Linked DNA regions of Mus musculus: region 2 is linked to region 1. A link is a contact called in public HiChIP or PLAC-seq data. All regions are on one chromosome and are shown on one strand. Each heading gives the region's core, a stretch centred on a gene start, on an enhancer-like site or on the middle of the called end of the contact. The rest is flanking DNA. Distances are from core to core; before and after follow the strand shown.

Region 1 (2,974 bases), core at 253-2,752:
CTCTTCCTTAATATCAAGGATAATACTTTTCTTATTGGAATTTCTGTTAATGCACAATGATTAGAATATGTTACTAGCTTGATGCTGTGCAGGTTTAAGTGTTTCTGCCACTACTGAGCAGTGGTGTTTGTTTTCCATTATGACCCTGCCTGACCTCGTTGTTTCTTGCTATGAAATCAAATTAAAGGCTCCAGCAGTACAGAGCTAGATCATGTTCCCCGTTCTCTATCAGCTAGACACTCGGGCTTTCCATCTGAACGATGGAAAGCATCATCAGTTCTGTACCAGCTGCCTTCACTACTAGTTCCACCAAAGACTAAAAGAATTAGGTCTGCAAAAGCAATTCATTTAAAACAGCTGAGAAAAAACTGCAGCGAGGGGGAAGTAAATCAAGCCATGTTCTTGCTAGATCTGTGGCTTCGCTAACTTGTAGGTATATTGAACTGATGTTCAAGCAGCTTGTTCTGTTCCCTTGCTTTGACACGAGCTCCTACTTCCCAGTGTCTCATCACTGCGTCCTTGGTTGTTTCCAGCTGCTCTACCTGACTGAGCTGCTTTCCTGTGCTTGCGTCCCAGTAGTGAAGCCAGAGCCCGTGGGGAGAGTTACAGTGTTCAGTCTCCTTCCGCTTCTTAGTGTCTTTCAGATTGCATGACAGTCGTGGTTATGTGATTGGTACGTGTGGCTGGGTGGTAGAGGTGTGCAGTTTACATTGGAAATTTTTCTCTGTGTATAGGCCACATTTTACTTGAGTTTTCATTCTCTATGAGCTGCTGTTTGCAAAGCAGAGTCATTAATGAAAGGAGAAAATGAAAAGAAAGGTTAGTAAGGGAACCCCGTTTCTAACTATTAAAAGAGAAATTCCTTGGTTATTAAAAGAACCCTTTCTTATTTAACTGCTTCAAAAATGTAATTACAATTTAAAAGTTCAGGGTGGTATTTTATTTGTACGAGTTGGTAAATTTTAAGGAGTAATTGAGTTATTTGACCATAAGAGCATGATCTTGAGTCTGTAATATGATTTTAGATAAAAGTTGCATTAAGTTAGAAGAGTTTCTAAAATTTTTGAATTGTACAGAAATACAAAATTGAAATTAACATACTACGTTAAAATTTGGATCAGTTGTTTTATAACAGGATTTTTTTTTAACTCAATTTAATTCTTAGCTTTTAAGGCAGAAATGGGGAATTTTGTTACCACGGGGAATAAAAGTAGACTGACAAATGATCCTTTGAAGTAATTTTAAAACTGATCATTGCGGTTGCTGCATATGCACACACACAGTGCATGTACACCTGCACGTATCCATACATCTTTAGTCAAGTTTTAGAAGATAATCAAGTCAAAAGGCCTCAAATCCTAGAGTTACCACATCGGTCCACTTTGAACGTGGGAGTAGCCCACAAACAGAATTGTTTTGTTCGTGGTGGTGCTTCATTTGCCTTTATTATTGTAATTTGTGTGTGCAGTTGAGTGCAGGTGCGCTTGAGTGTAGGCCGCAGAGCCCTTAGACCTGGAGCTCTAGGCAGTCACCACTCTGCAGGAGCGGCCTGCTCTTAGCCGGCAGCAGTGCTTACGTTAGGCGGAAAGCCAAAGCAAATGATTTACATTAGCAAAATGAGCCGAGGCAGGGAATTGTGTTTCCCAGTAAAAGGGAGTGAAGTAGTCATACATGTCATTACACAGATGAGTCTCACAGCATGTGAGGTAAAAGAAACCTATCCCAAAGAGTTCTAGCAGAGAGTTGTTCAGTTTGATCCATGTAAAGTGTTTGATCAGCATATAGATAGATAGATACAAGGTGGCTTAAGTGGAATGGAAGATGGTACAAGAAGGATCCACTTATTCTTTTGAGGGTGGTGAAATTTTACTTCTAAATTGTAGCAAGGGAGTTGCAGCTGTTGATACTCTCAAAACAATGCACGCATTCTGGTCCTAAAGTATATGGAAGGCATACTCACATGCGTTTCTCATGTGTCCTTGGAGTCCTGTATAGTCTATCATTTTTAACTTCCATCAAACGTGATTCTTGGGGCTGGAGAGATACCTGAAGTCAGTGAAGTGCTTGCCTTGCTAGTCTTATGATCCAAGTTCAATTCCCAGAACTCATATAAAAGCTGAGTGTGGCAGCCTGTGCTTTTATTTCCAGAGCCGGGGCGCAGAGGCAAGTGGATCTGTTGGGTTCACTGGCCTAGCCTAGCTTACTTGGTGAGTTCCAGGCCTACGAGAGACCCTGTCTGTAAGATAGAGCACACTCATACACATGCATATATACCTACACAAACAGCAATGTGTGAGTGTACGCACACTTACCTAGATAGCTGTGTAATTAGTAAGAATTGTTGATGTCATTTTATGGTATATTGACTTTTTACTGTGGCTACTTCTCATTTCCTGTCTAGGGCCAAACAGCCTTTGATGTAGCAGATGAAGACATTTTGGGATATCTAGAAGAGTTGCAAAAAAAACAAACTCTGGTATGTTTAACTGCTAAAAATACTTATATTAATGAGTTCTCTATAGCTTTGAATTTCAAGCGTTTTCGGTGTTCTGGTAATGTTTCTTACTTCTTACCTTCGTAATCAAACACAATGACAGTGGGCTTGAATGCGGGCTGCTGCTGCTGGGCGCTCATAATATTGGTTGCCTATTTCTCTGTCTTGCTTTCTAAAAAACTGAGTATTTATAGCATGCTTTTCTAATTTCCTAAGACAACATGCTTAGTGGTGTTATAGTAAACTGAGTTTATAATAGCAGGCCCAAACAAATAAGGAACTTCATAACTAGGAAACGGATTCTACATAAGTTCCTGTCAACACCCACCTTACGTAGTCAGTGGGCGCTGACTTCTTTGTGAACTGAAGTTAGACGGGTTAAGCTTTTCTTTTTATTATTGGTTAGAATTACTGGGTTGTGGTGTTGTTTACAAATTGCCAAGTGTTTTTCAAGCTTTTCCTTTGCAGCTAAAATTTAGA
Region 2 (2,776 bases), core at 187-2,686, 2.7 Mb after region 1:
ATGCCAACTTTTACAACCAGCCATTTTTTTAAAGAGGCAAGGGCCACATCCAGAAACTTAGCAGGCAAAGGCTGCAAATACCCCTCACAGAAGGGAAGCCCAAAAATCGGTGTTAGGGGGAAAGGGAGTAGACCACAGAAACAAGGTCCCTTCTTAGCCGGCTGGCTTGCTCAGGCAGTTGAGAACGCTGACATTCCGAAATCAGCCAGTTAAGCTGTCCCGGGAGGCCGGTTTGTTAAGGGGAATTAGCGAATGTTGCCCCTACATCATAGATAGTCTGGGATTTCACATCACATCAGACCATGTTTGGAGACTGTCCCCACATACCATGACAGTCACTGCAGAGAAGGGGACTTGATAGCGTTTTCTGTAGGCCTGACAAACCTGGCTGAGTGGGAACACCAACTGTTGGCGGGACTAGGGGCTTTGGGGGTTAGTGAAGCGCACAGCAACTTACTTGGCAGCCATCTGGACATGTTTGTTGTGGTGACCGTGGGGGGTTCCAGGGCAGTTGTGCTAGCCACAGAAAGCTACGTGAGCTGTAATTGGACTCTGTACATACAAATATGTTCCTTGCTTATGTACATTAAATGCTAAGAACTCAATGTCTTTGCACTGAATTAAACATACAGCAGAGAACTATAATGCAAGCTTTCCCGCTGAGTTTGTAAAAGGCTCATTAAGAGCTGGGTGTGGGAGAAGACTGTGTCTGTCTCTCCACTCCCATATTATTCCTGTGGGTTCTAGGGGCTTACTTTGCATTGTACTCTGGTGACCTGTCTCTTCCACTGGATGCAAAGATCCCTTTGTCTTCTAGAAAAGAGGCTGTCTGAGTCAGTTTCCTAATGAGAGCTATAATTTGGGAGTGGAGATGGAGCTATTTTGGAGGAACGCGGGCCTCTGAAAGATGTGGTTTGGGTGGTTCACGAAGAAGCAGGATCTGCTAGTACGCACTGTCTCGTGGGCTGAAGCAGCCCGGAGGGAACTCGTAAAACAAGCATCCTAATGCATCCTTTGTTCCGCAGAATGCCTGTCTGGGGCGGTGGAAATAAGTGCGGGGCCTGCGGGAGAACCGTGTACCACGCGGAAGAGGTGCAGTGCGATGGGCGGAGCTTCCATCGCTGCTGCTTCCTGTGCAGTGAGTATGGTCCCCTCCCCCTTCAGTTCACCTCTGGAAGAAAAATAACAATGCTAGCTAAGAGAAATGGTTTAGAGTGACGGGGTTTTTTGTTTGTTTGTTTTTTGTTTTAACCGCTGAGTCATCTCTCTAGCCCAATGGGCGGTTTTTATGTCATTGATCTTAAGACGCTGAGGACTGAGCCAGAGGGAAGACCACCTAGCCCTCAGTTCTGGCCAGTTGGCCTTAGCCTTTGTCACCTCTGTCTGTGTCCTCGGGACAATCTGGCACCTACTGAAAGTTTCTGGCACACCCTGTGTGTTTGGCTTGATTCGGTTAATAAGTTGATCTTTGCCACTTTTCTCTTTCTTGCTGGGCTCCCTTCTGAACACCAACAACTGAAGTTCAGAGTATACAAGCTTGGTTTCTACAGAACCTTCAAATTTGACCTTCTATAGCCGGGGGTCTCAACTTTCTAAATGCTGCGATCCTATAATACGGTTCCTTGTGTTGTGGTGACCCTCAGCCATACAGTCATGATTCACTACATACACTGTTATGAATCGTAATGCAAATATCTGATACAGAATATCTGATATGGGTCATGGGGTTGCGACCCACAGGTTGAGAATCTCTGTTCTACGGTATTGCTTGTTAGTTGATCACAGCAATTGGAATTCTCAATTTGGCAGAAGAATATAGCATACCTAGGTCCCTACAGGCACACTGGGATTATCATTGTTTATTATGTGGAAGTAGGACATAAAACACTTATCTGTGTGTTCTGAAGAATAAACACCCATGAGAGAAACAAGAAGAGGAAAAAACCCCTTCAGAAGACATTTAAGTCATTTCAAAAGCCGTGTAGCCTCATGGCCTGAGAAACTCACCAGGAGTCAAATGATAGAAGTTTCTCTAATGAAGGATCCATGCATGCAGAAATGTGCCTTATTTCTAGATTATACAGTGAAAAGTACTGTAAACAGCTATATTTTAAACATAAATTTGCTGGGCCAGTGTGTGGTGGCACACGCCTTTAATCCCAGCATGGGGGGGGGGCGCGGAGGGGGAGTTGCAGATTTCTGAGTTCGAGGCCAGCCTGGTCTACAAAGTGAGTTCCAGGACAGCCAGGGCTACACAGAGAAACTCTTTCTTGAAAAAAAAAAAAGAATTACACTTTAGGAATGAAACTTTCAAATGTGGCTTGTCTTGTTTCCATGGCTGCCAGCATTCAAGCTGTCTGTGTTTATGTACAGTATGTGTGGTTCACAGACAGTAAAATCTAACAGAAAGCCATGGTTATGAAAAGTCAAATTATTACACATGCATATTTTTTTTTGTAACTTCATAATGGCCACTGCCCCTCAGATTTGGCAAAACTATTTCTTTTCCAACGTAGTGAACTTTTTCTCTGTGATTTTTTTTTTTTAAGTAAAATCTGGATTTCAACAGGCATGTGACTAAGCAAAATGTTGGAAATCTGAAATGCAAATACTTTAGAAATGGTTCTCGTTTTCTTCTGGGATAAGCCCCAATGGCTGTGCCATAACAAAGCCAGTGTCTATTTACTGTCAGGCTGTTCACTGTCAGCTTTCCTCTTTCCCTGTTGTCTGAAGCCCGAACAAGGTAACTCAGGGTCACACACAGACCCTGAGGACT

The links. HiChIP or PLAC-seq counts read pairs in DNA pulled down with a chosen protein or histone mark.
Region 2: an H3K27ac HiChIP or PLAC-seq map of embryonic stem cells shows a contact between it and region 1, with 5 times the contacts expected there. The contact joins two enhancer-like sites.

What each region holds. Positions count from the first base shown.
Region 1 is chr10:108,237,704-108,240,677 of GRCm38.p6, forward strand. Ppp1r12a (protein phosphatase 1, regulatory subunit 12A) reads left to right here. Exons shown (of 25, transcript NM_001368736.1): 6 at 2,402-2,476. Among named protein-coding and RNA genes, the nearest start is that of Ppp1r12a, 77 kb to the left of the region's middle. Within about 2 kb of position 1,503, at least 9 of the 459 cell types and tissues checked have an H3K27ac peak or open chromatin away from gene starts, as enhancers often do. A contact at or near this core is called in embryonic stem cells, where this site is marked.
Region 2 is chr10:110,930,930-110,933,705 of GRCm38.p6, forward strand. It overlaps Csrp2 (cysteine and glycine-rich protein 2), which reads left to right. Exons shown (of 6, transcript NM_007792.4): 2 at 1,026-1,138. The coding sequence starts at 1,027. Among named protein-coding and RNA genes, the nearest start is that of Csrp2, 12 kb to the left of the region's middle. Within about 2 kb of position 1,437, at least 162 of the 459 cell types and tissues checked have an H3K27ac peak or open chromatin away from gene starts, as enhancers often do. A contact at or near this core is called in embryonic stem cells, where this site is marked.